Linked DNA regions of Mus musculus: region 2 is linked to region 1. A link is a contact called in public HiChIP or PLAC-seq data. All regions are on one chromosome and are shown on one strand. The core of a region is the stretch at or near the end of the contact, and the rest is flanking DNA. Distances in the headings are between cores, read along the strand shown. Region 1 holds the start of S1pr1 (sphingosine-1-phosphate receptor 1). Region 2 overlaps Slc30a7 (solute carrier family 30 (zinc transporter), member 7).

Region 1 (3,568 bases), core at 450-2,949:
AACCTTCCCTTGGGTCACTAAATCCACCAAGATGGAAATGAGAGCCACCCATTCTAGTTTTCGAGCCCACGCCATTTCCACTGGCATTGCCACGTTCAGTGTCCAGCCCTGAGATTCCTTCAAGCGAAAATCGACTGCTTGCTCACAGAAGGCACCAACTGCCCATTCTGGGTGCAGGGCAGACATGCATACCCCAACACACACACACACACACACACACACACACACCTCGAAGAGACCAGCCCACCTTCTCATTACCATGCCAAAAAAAAAGTAGCTTTGTAGGAGGTCATTTGACAAGTAAGCCGTTTTCTGGGCTCTATTAATAACTCCCTAGGAGCAGGTGTGCTGAGGGTCCGATGGTCAGAGGGTAAAGCGAGGTGTGGTGTGGGCCGCCAGGCCTTGAAGTAAACAGGAAAGCTTGGCGCCTCCGTGAAGCAACTGCCTATTCTTCTTTTTAAAACTTCTGTCTTTACTCCTCCGCCTCACCCAACCGCCCCACAAGTTCATTTATTACGTTTAAAGGTATTCACGGAGAACCCCTCCTAAGAGATTGCAGCAAATCCTAGACGTTTCTCCATGAACTGATTGCTTAAGAAAGTTTTAACTTTAGCCAACGCTTACTTGCACACACACACACACGAAAGTCACCCTGCTAGCGATAACGAAGCACGCCACTTTGTTTTAACTTCAGGTACATTAATTTCCAGAAACACATACTGCTAAGTTTGCATGGGCACTTTTAACTTCCTCCGCTCCCCACACCCCCAACATTGCCTCCTCTCAACAGAACTAGCAATCCCTAAAGGGCACACAGCACTACTTAAGTTGGACACACAGCACTAAATAAGTACTCTAAAGTCTGCACAGTAATTGATCAACTCTATAACAAATGAGGGGGGAGGGGACCCTAGAGACATTGTAGTCATTTCTGTGACAAAAGCTTACGAAACTCAACATTTCTCCACTCTTATCGCTACAGTCCATTCTCAGGCAATGGAAATTATTGGCGTGGTGCCTGATAATTTTGTCTACAGGATTTCAAAAAAAAAAAAATAATAATAATAAGCGTCTTCCCTTTTCTCCGTTCTAATGAATCACAGCTTCTCTAGCATGCCCTCCCCCAGTCGTTTCTATAATTTGGAAATTAATCTTTTTTTTTTTCTAACTTCATAAACTCCGTGCCCCAAGAAGAAGTCAGTCAAGAAGGACTCCATAGCATCTTGGTGATGCCCGGGTTCGTTTTGCTTTGTTTTTTCTCAAAGTTTTTGTTTGTTTCGTTTGTGTTTAAAGGTTCGTTCTTGACACCTGGACGCCCCATAGCCGGAGCCTGCGAGGCTCACAACCCCCTACCTCGCTCAAGCCGGACGAAGCTGCGTCCGCAGGACTCTGGGTCTACACCGCGCGATCCGCATCTTGCTGCTGTCGGCGACTGACGGCGACCAGCTCACTCGCAAAGTTCCCTGAGCTGGGGTCCCCTCCCTCCTCAGCGGTGCACTCCAATGGCCAGCCCTGCCTGCGCTGCCCGCACCACTTTTGCAAGACGAAGTCTCTGAGCGCCCCGCCGAGGCTGGGTGGCTCCTCTAGGAAGGGACTGGGAGGGGTTAATGCTTTTAACTCCTCCGCCCTCTGCCAGCGGCAGGGGGCCCCTCAGGGTCTGGGCTGCTAAGAAGCAGCCTCCCAGAAAGATCTGGGGCAGAGTGACTAAAATAAAACCAAATGAATAGGAGCCCCTCCGCCCCAACCAGCAGAGAGAAGGGAAGAGAAGGGGCGGAGCCTGGCAGCTCCTAAATTCTAATTCACACAGCTTCCCGCAGTCCCCAGCGCGGGACGGACTCTGAAACTAGGCATGGGGATCCCTGGGAAAACTTTTCTTCGTTAAAAATCTTAGAGGACAGAGGACAAGCCTGCACTTGGTAGAGGAGCTTTCTGGTCCCAGACCCCACAGCCCTGAGGATCCGTGTAGCCCGAGTGGTCCGGTGCCCTGGGGGCCACTTCCACGCGGTCAGGGGAAACCCGAGCCACTGCCCGGAGAGCCGCAGCCACGCCGCAGAGAGGGGATCCTGAGAAGGTCGGAGGAGAGCAGCCCCGAAGTACTGAAAAGCTTCTGTCCTCCACCTCCTCTTCCTCCACCCCCTCCACTCCGATCCTGGTGAAGCCTTGAAACTTGCGGTCTGGTGGGCAGAAAGTGGCTTTCCCCGGGTGCACGGTGAAGTGGGCCAGTGCTGTGCTTGATGTTGGACCGGGGGTTCCCCTCTCTCAGCTGACCGCAAAGCCAGGCGGTGTGCCCCAGATTCTGGGAAGCTCAGAGGCCTTTGAGGAGGTGGGCTGCTGCCCTGGCCTCAGAGATTTAAACAATCCAGCAGCAGTTCAGGAATGTCCACAGGGGAAAGAGGTTGCCTGTCCTTTCACTGGCCAGTGCCTACAGCCCCCTGCCTAAAGCTGGACCCCTCTTCTCTCCCTGTCTACGTAGAGATAACTAAGAGATCCCCAAATCTAAGGAATTGCACCTTGTCCACATTTTTCTACTGTTAGATAATGCTAGATTGAGGCTGAAGAGGCCTTGGTCAGATTTGTCTGAGTAGCAGATGGAGGCCTTTATGCCTTGTCTGTCTGTCCTTCTGTTAAAAAGTGGTTCCACCCAAGTCCCCTGTTCTCACTGCCTTCCCACCCTGAGCAGATGTGATCACAAAACTTCCTCTGCTGTGCAGTTTCAATTAACAGACACACCCTGTACCTGAATGACTCAAGAGAGACAGAAGAAACAAACAACAGACCCCTACCTTCTGGGATTTTATGAGCTTGCAAAAAAAAAAAAAAAGTAGCTGTTAATTCATATTTGCCTAGAAGCACTCATTGACAGTTTCCTACCTTACCTACCCACAAACTACAGATCTTGCAAAACAATATGGAAACCAAGATAACAGCCGTCCAGTCTCCTCCAGAAAAGACAGAGTTTGAGACTGGTTTCATTTGAAAGAGGAGATAACTTCTGTCTATCGCAGTGCTGCAGAGGCAAGGAGTTAGCTTCCCCTTCTCCCACTAACAATTTATGAGGTCTTTAAAGGGGAACTGTGCACTTTGTTGTCCCAAGATGTGATGGCCACTGTCCCATGAAGCAATGGAGTAGCATGGGCCGTTCTACCCATGAGCAATCCCTCAGCCCTGAGAGACCTGTAGATTGTCCAGGTAGTATGTGGCAGAGATGGGTCACCAAATTTAAGTTGTCTTGCCTGTCTGCTCAAATGCTGTCAATCAGCTTAGAACTTCACATTCCTTTCCTGAACAGAGGAGACTTCTGCACTTGGACTCCTTACATTTGTACTTCTGATTGTACTTGTCTTTACATGTGCATAAAACTATTACTAATGTATACAGTGTGTTCTTTTGTGGGAGGAGAGTGAAGCTCTCAAGCTTGGGTTATTCCACTTAGCTATGCATCCATATCATTGATATACACAAATAGCCAGGCACAATGGTGCATGTCTGTAATCTAGGAATTTGTAGAGGCAGGAAGATCAGAAGTTCAAGGTTATCCTCAGCTATATAGTGAATTGGAGACCACCTT
Region 2 (3,568 bases), core at 797-3,296, 240 kb after region 1:
ACCAGTTGATCTCACTTAGCCCTCCATGGCACCATGATGCCACGGGATGTAGCTCCTGCCCTCCAGTGTGCTCAGTGTTACTCCTCACCCTTTATTTACTCCCTCAGCTATGCTGCCCTCCTGTGAGCTCCTTATGGCAGCCACAGGACATTCCTGTCACACTTCATCCAGATATCAGGGCTGAGGACAGCCATTATACAATTCATTCACATCTTAATCCGACAATATTTATTTTTGCATTTACTGTTTTCCAAGCAATAGTCTCTCACCTAAGAATACAAAAGACAGGGAAGAAGACATTTTAGGAAACTGCCTTGTTTTCAGAGTTCATATTCTATCAGGGGCCGGGAGAGGAAGAGGTAATGAAGAAGAGAATGTCGGATGGTGAGAGCATAGAGGAAACACAGGCAGACTGCTTAAGAGGAGGTAGATTTCTCAGACACCCCAGCCTTCTCCTCTGTCACTCTTATCCAAACACCTGCACACTGTCAAGTCAGCGTATGAGCGCTATACTCTGGAAGCACCTACACTGTACACTGTCCCTTCACATCATAAAGATTACTGATTCAATGTGATCATTATTTATGTTCTTCTACTATAATGTAATCTCTCCAAGAGAAATATATCTGTCTTCTTTTACATTCCAGACGCCCAGAACCTTCAGTAATATCTGACACACAGCACATGGTCAATAGATATTACTGAATGAACTAAAATCCTAATAATTTCTTTCTTTCAACCAAAAACTACTTTTAACTAGAAATAAGAGGGGGAGAGGAAAAAAAAACCAAACAAGATTGCTCTTGCCAATACTTTACAAGGAGAGACGCTCAGTGGCGGACAAGAGGTTTCAATATGACCGTATAATAGCAGTTGTTGGGCTCCTCAAAACACCCATTTCTATTATGGATTATTTTTTTCTGGAACTCAGGGGGCAGGGTTCTGTGCAATACTGATGGATGTACGAGATAGTTTTAGGATTTAGCTAGCTTTAGGACAGGAGACAGCCTAGGTTGTCAGGACAAAAAAAACCAAAACAAACAAACAAAAACCCAAAAAACAAAAAACAAACCAGCCTTTTGCCTCTCCCCCAATAGCCTTCCTACAACAAGCTACAACATTTGTTACTTAACTTACAGAAACCTGAACTGGTTACTACTTTGGCTGACAGACTCTGGAGAAGAACATAGCATTTATTTATAGATATTTATTGTATCTTTTCCTATACATTAAAACCAAAGCTGAGGTTTCCTCACTGTGAAGCAGTGTTGATTAACTCAGCCCTATCAGTTTGCAGGAGTTTTGTTTGTATTATCTAATATTTAACAAGAGTAGGCACTGTTGTCGAGATCCTGTGTGACTGTATGAGAAAAAAATTCACACACTACAAAGGCTGTTACTATAAATTATTCTGATTTATTACCTGTATATGATTTGATTAACTCAGTCCAGATGGCCCTGAAATGACTGAGGAATTAACTATTCTGAAAAATTCTTATCCATGTAATCTTAATGGAAAATAAAAAATATTCCACAAACATATTGTACAATATCTTTTCTTTTTAAACAAAATTGCTAATGCAAGTTAAATGGACAAACAGTTGGGCTCCTTTTATTGCCTGCCATTTTCCTTACCCCAGTGCTAACATAATGTGGGGAACACAGTAATAAGGAATGAGTAGCCCAAGGCGATGAGAAGGAAAGAGAGAAACAAAGGGGCTAGATAAATTATCTTTGCATAATCATGAGTTAATTACTCAAACTGGTATCAGTCCCTCCTGGGGATAGCAGCTTTCCGCCAAAGCTCCATCCAACAGCAAAGATAAAGAAGCCATGTGAGAAGTCATTTGCTATATCCACCTGTCCCAGTAGAGATGGGCAGCTTGGTTCTCCAAATCCTAGTGTTCATTTCAATTTCCTTCAAAGTAAAGAGAAAGCCAAATTTCCAAGAAATCTTCTGGCAAGCAACCTAGTCCCTGATACAAAGAATCTAGAGTTGAGTCACAGGCAAGCATGGCAGCTATCCCAGAAGTCTACCGCGTCAGTAGTCCACAGCTTCTTGAACGGGAAAGGTAATTAGTTATTTAAACCCTTCTAAGTTCACTGGCCCTGCCTCCACCCCAAAATTAGCCTGGTACTGCAGGCTTGGGCTATCACCACGCAATACTCATTGTTGTGTAAAGAAGTTACAGTTAGAAAACAGTCAGGAACATGACTATAGAAATTGTTGTTTTACTTGTATTTTCTATGGGCCAAAGCCATACATGTTTTTGTTTGACATTTTTTGATGGAACGTGTTAATCTTTATCACTTTAGAATGCAAAGGAGGGGCTAGAGAGATGGCCCAGAGATCATGAGCACCAGAGGAGTCATGTTCAATTAGCATCCACATGGCAGCTCACAACTATCTGTAACTCCAGTTCCAGAGGCCTTCTTGTGGCCTCTGCTGACACCAGGCACACATATGGTGCACAGACATACATGCAGGCAAAACACCCACACACACAAACATTTTTTAAAATGTTGAATGAAGTCATGTAAAACCATCTTACTTTTCCATGAAAGAGACTACAGAATTAATGAAATGTAACTAACCATGACTGAATTATAAGTCAAGAATAACAATATACCAGGTTATCATGGCGCCCCTGTTATCTCAGTGCTCCAGAAGCAGAAGCAGAAGCAGAAGCAGGGGCAGGAGGATTGCAGCTTTGAAGCTGCCCTAGCTACAGAACAACTTCAAGGCTAGCCTGGGCTACCTAGTGAGACAGTGGGAAAAACCAAGAACTGAGGATACAGTTCAGTGTTTACTTAGCATCCCCAGACCACCACCATCAAAAACAAAAAATAATAATAATAAAAGGAAAGAAAACAGATCTGGTTTCTTTCTTAGAACCCACCCTGTGGTAACTGATCCATTAATTCCTGTCGCAGTACCTGTCACTGTCAGGAGGCACCAGCATTGCTGCTGCTGCTGCTGCAAGCCCTGTCACCACCACCAAGGAGTCAACGAGCACTGGCACTCTACAGTGTAATGTGCAACACAAACCTAGGGGTGCAGAAGACCCAGGGCTGTCAATCAGCCTCCTGAACGTTAGGTACATACGACAAAGTAAAATAAGAGAAAGATGGCCAAGAAAGTGTCTGCCGAGCAGGCAAGCAACATCAATACTCAGTGAACACTAAAGCCCATTACAAAAAGGTTAAAAACAAGTTGGCAAGGGTAGAAAACCAGAAACGAAGTCAGAGAAGGGGAGATGACCCTTTCTTCTGTGTGTATCCTTCAAGCAGACAACACAGGCCTGAATGAGCCACTGGTCAGTCAGAGGGAGGCTTCTGAACACAGGAGGCTGGAGGAGGCGGAGGCTTCTGTAACTTAGAGACTCTGACTTGTGTTTGGGAGGAGGCTTTTTAATTCCTTCCTGGATATAACTGCTCACTTCTATTTTGAGGTCAGAGAACAGAGCACAAAAGGCAGAAGCAGGAAGCCAGGGGCTCAGGATGCTGGGGGCTTAGGACTTAGCAGGCACCATGGGGAGAGAGAGCAGGGACAGGGAAATGAAGGAGG

The links. HiChIP or PLAC-seq counts read pairs in DNA pulled down with a chosen protein or histone mark.
Region 2: a contact with region 1 is called in a CTCF HiChIP or PLAC-seq map of the NIH/3T3 cell line, with 11 read pairs. The contact joins the enhancer-like site here to the promoter of S1pr1 in region 1. A contact is called at or near these places in 9 of 39 promoter capture datasets (the 3T3-L1 cell line, the C10 cell line, the HPC-7 cell line and 5 more), 2 of 15 datasets of contacts at CTCF or cohesin (the NIH/3T3 cell line and large pre-B cells), 5 of 484 Hi-C or Micro-C datasets (CD4 single positive thymocytes, embryonic fibroblasts, myocytes and 1 more), 18 of 115 datasets of contacts at active chromatin or transcription factors (CD8 T cells, the NIH/3T3 cell line, cardiomyocytes and 15 more) and 2 of 9 other capture datasets (adipose tissue and liver).

The regions. Positions count from the first base shown.
Region 1 is chr3:115,713,356-115,716,923 of GRCm38.p6, forward strand. S1pr1 (sphingosine-1-phosphate receptor 1) reads right to left here and starts at 1,700. Exons shown (of 2, transcript NM_007901.5): 1 at 1,354-1,700.
Region 2 is chr3:115,948,020-115,951,587 of GRCm38.p6, forward strand. All of the region lies in intron 10 of Slc30a7 (solute carrier family 30 (zinc transporter), member 7), which reads right to left. Among named protein-coding and RNA genes, the nearest start is that of Mir669n, 30 kb to the right of the region's middle. Within about 2 kb of position 2,047, at least 45 of the 459 cell types and tissues checked have an H3K27ac peak or open chromatin away from gene starts, as enhancers often do. A contact at or near this core is called in the NIH/3T3 cell line, embryonic fibroblasts, neural progenitor cells and 1 more, where this site is marked.